Linked DNA regions of Gossypium hirsutum: region 1 is linked to region 2. The links are chromatin contacts, called in public Hi-C maps. All regions are on one chromosome and are shown on one strand. Each heading gives the region's core, a stretch centred on a gene start, on an enhancer-like site or on the middle of the called end of the contact. The rest is flanking DNA. Distances are from core to core; before and after follow the strand shown.

Evidence for each region. Hi-C and Micro-C count contacts between places; a contact is called where the count stands out from the background.
Region 1: a Hi-C map of leaf shows a contact between it and region 2, with 1.8 times the contacts expected there. The contact joins two enhancer-like sites. A contact is called at or near these places in 2 of 34 Hi-C or Micro-C datasets (both in leaf).

The regions. Positions count from the first base shown.
Region 1 is chrA12:13,266,218-13,269,978 of Gossypium_hirsutum_v2.1, reverse strand. No RefSeq gene overlaps it. Among protein-coding and RNA genes, the nearest start is that of LOC107939796, 19 kb to the right of the region's middle. Within about 2 kb of position 2,383, at least 7 of the 9 cell types and tissues checked have an H3K27ac peak or open chromatin away from gene starts, as enhancers often do. A contact at or near this core is called in leaf, where this site is marked.
Region 2 is chrA12:12,894,704-12,898,327 of Gossypium_hirsutum_v2.1, reverse strand. LOC121211295 (a long non-coding RNA gene) reads right to left here. Exons shown (of 4, transcript XR_005906609.1): 4 at 3,325-3,624. Among protein-coding and RNA genes, the nearest start is that of LOC121211295, 4.4 kb to the right of the region's middle. Within about 2 kb of position 1,632, at least 9 of the 9 cell types and tissues checked have an H3K27ac peak or open chromatin away from gene starts, as enhancers often do. A contact at or near this core is called in leaf, where this site is marked.

The DNA.
Region 1 (3,761 bases), core at 1,134-3,633, 370 kb before region 2:
TATGTGAAATTATACAATACATCTATGTCACATGAGCTCACTTTTATGTGAAAGTTTATCTGCCTATTGTATATGATGAGATGTGCATATTCGGTAAAGGGATGGTATGCCCGAAGGAAGAGTGAAATAAAAATACGAACAACTATGTTATAATTTGATTGTTATCTGTTGACACTGCTTAAAACTTACTAAGCATTGTAATGCTTACTCCGTTTACTTTGTTTCCTCTATTTTATAGATCTCATTTGGAAGCTACAGACTCGGGGATCATCAGCAACTAGTCACACTATCACTATCCACTGCTTATTACTGTTATGTTTTGAATTATTTTATGGCATGTATAGAATAGACCAGTGGCCGAAGAATATTTTGGTTAACGTATATAAGCCATGCGAAAATGGCATCTTTTGAATGTGTACTTATAGAAGTTTAAATTTGTATACCTGACTGTCTTTAGTATTTATCTAAAGGAATGTTCTCAAAAAAAAAAATTTACTGTTCTGATATGAGTTTCAAGTCTGGTAATACCCCTTCACCTATTCTGGCGACGGATACGGGATAGGGGTGTTACATAATTGTTGAAGGTTTAATATATTATTATAACAATTTTAGAACAGCCATGTCATCCATTTATCACATACTTTTTTTTTTTGAATTAATTCACTGATTATATTGAAACAGGGCCAAAACAAATTCAAGCCAACAATAGACTAAGTCCAACACAAGAAACGGAAAAACAAAAAACCAAAAACAACCCAACACAGAACAAAACAAAATACCCCCAAAGTCAAAATAACAAAAATTAATAAAACAAAATAACCCAAAGACAAGCCCAAACACAAAGAAAAACAAAAGTAGCCCAATTCCACAAACCAGCAAAACGACAAAGAGGGATACTCTAGAGCATTCTTGCTCCAGCTAGAAACCACCCCATAAACCCCCTTGAAAACAACAATCGTCAAAACAATAATTATCAGCAATCAAATTAATATCTGACCATTTCAACCCTCAAAGGCTTCTTGAAACTCCACGTTCTTGAAAACTCTTCCACACAACAGATTCAAAAAATGTTTTCCTCTTCCCCTACTCTCCGTCCCCTCAGCTCTCTCATACTCTCAGTCCTCTGTCGATCTTCAGCCACCACTCCCACCGCTCCAAAAGCAACCATGTTCTCTAGATAAGTTGACTCTCTTCTTACCAATCCTTCAGTTAAAGTGATATGAGCAACCGTATTTGCTTCTCTGTTTGTAAAGAGGAAGACGCAGGTCTGAAATCCTAAGCTAATACTTTTAGAACCGTTTATGAGTGCAGCAATCTCAGATCTATCCTCATTTTCTTCTTGAAGCTTTCGAATCACCGTTCAAGAATCACCCTCGATCTCCACCTCCCTCATATCCGGTTGTAAACCCAGTTGTAGCGCTTGAAAGCACGCCACCACTTCAGCAGCGAAGACAGACGGTATGTTTGAGTTCATAACTATTTTTTAGCAAATAACCTCTATTTTAGCATTACGGATAACTAACCCTGAACACGATTCCTTCCTGCGATTGTTAAAAGCAGCATTGAAGTTAATCTTGATCCCTGTTCCTTCCGAAGCAACCCAACTAGCCACATAGAAACGTTCAACAGGTACATTCTGTTTCAACCCATCAAGTTCCTTAATATGATTTTCAACAAAAATTGCAATTTGAGCACCCGTCTTAATCTCACCATCATGGATAAATCTGTTTCTGGAAGTCCAACGTGCCCATAAAGTGCATGCAAATATTCTGCAAATAGCTTTAGATCTAGACTCAAAAATACATTTAAACCATTCTCTGAAATCAGTGCTTTCTTCAGAAAGGATCCACTTTATATTCAAGTATTCCCATGTTTCCTTTGCAACAGAGCACTTGTGGAACACATGTTCCCTTATTTCCACTCCATCCTGGCACCGACTGCAAGTCGCGGAGCCCCTCATTCGTTGATATTGAAGATTACTAAAAGTAGGTAGATAGTTACGAGAAATTCGCCAACTGTAATCTTTATTTTAAAGGGTAGGTCAAGAGTCCACAATTTTTTGTAAAATTGTTTGTAACTAGCCTGTAAATTATTAAGATTATCATGTAAAAGGAGTTTATGCCCACTTCGTAACGAATATTCACCAGTCGGCTCTCCACGCCAAATGACAACATCATCGAGCTCCTGCAAAGACAAGGGAATACAAAGAATCCTTTCTGCGTCCTGCTCCGAAAATGTATTAAAAATCAACTCTGAGTTCTATTTTCTAGCATTAGCATCAATCAGATCAACAACTTGTTGAACGCTTAAATTAACCTCTGTGTTTTGTACTTTAAAATCATCATTGCCAGGAATCCATGCATCTTCCCAAATAGAGACTTGTTTCCATTTCTAATCCTCCAACCCAGTCCTTTCAACAAAAGCCCATTAGTAGCCCAGATACTTCGCTAGGTAAAGGAAGGTAGATTTCCCAAACTGGAGTTTAAAAAGTTCGACTCATTATAATATTTAGCTTTAAAAGTACGCACTAGTAACGAATTAAGATTACGTAACAAACGCCAACCCTGTTTTGCCAATAAAGCGATATTAAAATGATTTAGATTGCGGAAACCCATGCCCCTATTTTCCTTAAGCGCGCACATGGACTTACAATCGTACCAATGCATCCCACGCTTTCCTTGATTTTTCCTCTACAAAAAGCCCCCATAATATTTTCCAATTCCAAACATAACGATTTTGGCAAAAGGAAGCAAGCCATTGTATAGGTGGGAAGTGATTGCAAAACAGCCTTTATAAAACTCTCTGGATCTCTCTGAGAAATGTGCCTTAAACTAAAACTATTAATCTGTTGCTTCAAGCGATTTTTCAAATTTTGAAAGGCGATTTTCTTCTTTCGACCCACCATGTTAGGAGGACCAATGTACTTCACTGGATTTTTCGAGCTTCTAACATTAAGAATCTGAAACACCATATCCTTATCCTGATCTGCCACATTAGAGCTAAAGAACACTGTTGATTTTTCAAAGTTAACACACTGCCCCGAACAAGCTTTGTATTCTTCGAGAATATCCTTCATCACACAGATCCCCCTAATTGAGACCTCTCCAAACAAAATGCAGTCATCTGCAAACATGAGGTGCGTGATCGGTGGAGCTGATCTGCAAACCTTGGCAACAGAAATTTTTTTCCTGACTAGCCAGTCTCATTAATGTAAAAAGCCCTTCTCCACAAAATAGAAACAAATAGGGACTTAAAGGATCCCCTTGGCCCAGGCCCCTAGAAGACCTGAAACTTGATCCTTCCTCCCCATTAATTAAAATCGTGTACTAGACAGAACTGATACATTGAAGGATAATATTGATGAACCTTTCATCAAAGCCTAATTTACTCATCATCTCTCTTATAAAAGGCCACTCAACTCTATCATAGGCCTTGCTCATGTCTAATTTTAGAGCCATGAAACCTTTTCTTCCATATCTTTTATTTCTAAGAGAATGAAGAACTTCATATGCGAGTAAAACATTATCAGAAATAAGCCTACCGAGAACGAACGCACTTTAGGCGCCATCAATGCACTCTTCCAAAACCTTTTGGAAACGATTAGCCACTGTCTTGGCAATAATCTTATAAATAACAGTACACCATCAATGCACTCTTCCAAAACCTTTTGGAAACGATTAGCCACTGTCTTGGCAATAATCTTATAAATAACAGTACACAGGCTAATGGGACGGTAATTTTTCAAATTGGTAGGATTAGTA
Region 2 (3,624 bases), core at 383-2,882:
AACACATTTGTAATTTTTATTTCATGTTATTTCAAGGTTTTTTATTTTTAATTAATAAATATATTGTTCTCAAATTTTGTATTTTTAATTCATCTTTTTAATTAATAATTCCAGATTTAATAACGAATTAAAAAAAAACTCAATTTTTTTTTCACATTATAGTTGGCTAAAAATAATCAACCACTTCAAAGAAAATTAATCTTTGTTTGATTTAATTATATGAAAAAAAATCGAAGGGTTGGGAGAGATTAAAATTAACGTAAATTTATTATTAATATAAAAAATAATATAATTAGTGGGGGTTTTGAAAAATATTTTTCGTGTTTAAAAAAGTGAAAGGAAAATGAGATTAATGGTAAGTTTGATAAGAGATTTAAAGTTCTTGAAAAAACAAATCAATGGGTTTGAAGATAGATACAATTCTGCCTTAGTAAGGAAAAATAATTATTATCGATTTTGTAATTTAATAATAATTTAATGAGTTTTTCTTAGTTTTAAATATCATTTGACTCGTCTGCTTTTTGGCGCGTCTTTGTCTGCCTTTTGGCACGATTTGGGTATTCTCCAGTTTTATTTTTTTGTTTTTGCTTTGGTATTGGTTTTTCTGCTATTCCTGTGGGATTATTTCCTGTGAGGTGTAACTTATGGAAAGAAGGCTGGCAGATCTGAGTTTGGAAGAAAGTGAAGAGGATGTTTTTCCTGTTCAGAATGGGGATGAAGCACAAGACCTAACGTTTAATTTCTGTTTGGTGGGTTGTTTTCTAACTGCTAGTGTGGTCCACTTCCCAGCCATAAGAAATACAATGATAAATATCTGGCACCCTTGGAAGGTGTTCAAATTTCAGATTTGGGTGAAAAGTGATTTCTGTTCAAGTTTTTTAACGAAGTGGATATTCATGTTATAACAGGGGCACCTTGGACTTTTAATAACCACCTATTGACTTTCCATAGGATTCAGGAGAATGAAAATCCAAAGTCAATTCCTTTGGTGTTTTCAGACTGGTGGGTGCAGATCCATGATTTGCCTCCAAGTTTTATTAAAGAATTAATGGTGGTACAATTTGGAAATTTCATTGGTAAGTTTCTAGAATATGATATGAAGAATTTATCGACCGGCTACAAAAATTTTCTACGAATTCGCGTTCAAATTGATGTTAGGCAGCCTCTAAAGACACGGAAAAAAATCAAGTTGTCCGAATCAAATTTTACTTATGCAAAATTCAAATATGAAAAATTAACTTTATTTTGCTTCTTATGTGGCTGTCTTGGTCATGGAGATAGTTTCTGTCCTACAAGGCTATAATGTGGGATACAGGAAGTAGAAATGGGGTGGGATTTGACTTTGAGGGCGCAGCCGAGGAAGGCCACCACCGTTAGTAGCATCTGGCTCAGGGAGGAGGGAGACAATTCTTTTTTTGGAAAGAATCGTGTTGATGTGAAATCTGGACAAATTTCTAGGCAAAATCATGGGAAATGATCATGGGTTGATTTTAATTCTATCCTAGGAATTAATTTGGAAGGCTCTAAATCTTCAAACGATTCAAATCAGAGGCAGGATTCACACCAGTGTTTGGGGAAAGAGTTGGCTAATTGTCAACGTCAACAGATGAAATTTTGTTTGAATGGGCTGGAATCAATTAAGGCTCGGGCTGTTGTGGATTGTGCTAATGGATTGGACTTCACGAGAATGGATTGTCAGTTGGAGGAGAACCCAATTTCCAATAATGAGGGAAAGAAAAGACAAAGGTCTGACTTTTTAATTTCCAAGGGTTCCAATGCTATTCGATGGAGATAAGTGGGGGGTATTCAACTCACCAAAAAACTGTATCGGTGGCTACCGGTGGGTATGCCAACTGGAAGCCATGAAAATTTTATGCTGGAATGTTCACGGATTGAGGAGTTCGTGAACAATACGTCATCTTCAGCATATGCTGAAAACTTATCATCCCCACATGGTCTTCTTTATGGAGACAAAATTGAATGCTTCCCGTATGGAGAATGTTAGGAGGCGTTGTGGTTTTATTAACGGTATTGATGTTTCTACGGAGGAGACTTGAGGGGGATTAAACCTTAGGTGGAATGGTGGTCATTTGGTAACTTTGAAGAATTTCTCCAATAATCATATTGACGTGAAATTCAAGAAGAGGAGGGGACACCAAGGTGGCGATTCATGGAGCTCCGGATGTAAGAGATAAAGCTGTCACGTGGGATTTGCTTAGGCGATTGGGGCAGACTATTTCATTAACATGGTTGGTTGGAGGATATTTCAACGATATTCTTTTTGCTAATGAGAAGCAAGGTGGGAATTTAAGGGATAAGACCAGAATGGAGGCTTTTCGCATAACTTTGAAAAATTGTCAGTTAGTTGACATTGGCTTCTCTGGACCTTGGTTCACTTGGGAGAGGGGTCATGTATTGGAAAATAATATAAGAGAAAGAATTTATAGGGGTGTTGCTACGGATGCATGGATTCAACTTTTTCCATCGTATTCTTTGAGACACTTTCTTTACTCTTTTTCGGATCACTGTCCTTTACTTAATGAGACGAAAGTAAGCGGTCTGGGTAACAGAACTAGACAATTCTATTTTTGAAGCATGGTGGGTTTTGGATGAGTCATGTGCGGAAGAGATTCGAGAGTTATGGGAGGGTATCTTGGGTTCTTATCCAAATCGTATTGCAATGCTTACTAAGGGACTGAAAAGATGGGGGGACATCATTATGGCTAATAAATGTCATGAGGTCAAAAGTTTAACAAGGAGATTGAGGGTTTGAATTGTGCCGAGCGCTCGGAGGAATCGATGGTCGAGCTTGTTGATGTCAAATTACACTTAAATAAGGAGATGGAAAAGAAAGAACGATTTTTGGAACAACAAGCAAGAGCAAATTGGTTGAAATTGGGGGATAATAACACTTCTTTTTTCATAAGTTTGCTTCTCAAAGAAAGCGTACGAATCGAATTCGTGGTTTGCAAAGGAATGACGGTTCTCTTGCCACAAATTGTAATAAAACTGAGAATATTACTCGAGATTATTTTGCTGATCTTTTTGAGTCTCGTAAAATAGAAAATTTGGACCATATTTTGTCGGGGGTACCGCTTTGCATAACTGACAGCATGAACCAAAGCTTGATGGCTAGTTATACAGAGGAGGAAATTGTTGCGACACTAAATGGAATAGGGCCTACGAAAGTTTCAGGACCAGATGGGTTTCCAGCAAATTTTTACCAAAAGTATTGGCACATTATTGGTAAAGATACTAGCATGTTCTGTTTGGATATTTTGAATAATGGCAAATCTTTAGATGAGATAAATAGAACACAATTGGTTCTAATACCAAAAATCTCAAACCTTCTTAATTTGAAGAATTTTGGCTCGATTAGCCTTTGTACGGTAATTTATAAAATTATTGCCAAAACAGTTGCTAATCGTCTACAAAAAGTGTTGGATGAGTGTATTGATGACTCTCAAAGTGCCTTTGTGCCGGGTAGACTCATAACTGACAATGTTTTGCTAGCATACGAGATACTTCACTCTTTCAAAAACAAAAGAACAGGGCAAAAGGGTTTGATGGCTCTTAAGCTAGATATGAGCAAGGCCTATGACCATGTGGAATGGCCATTCATTA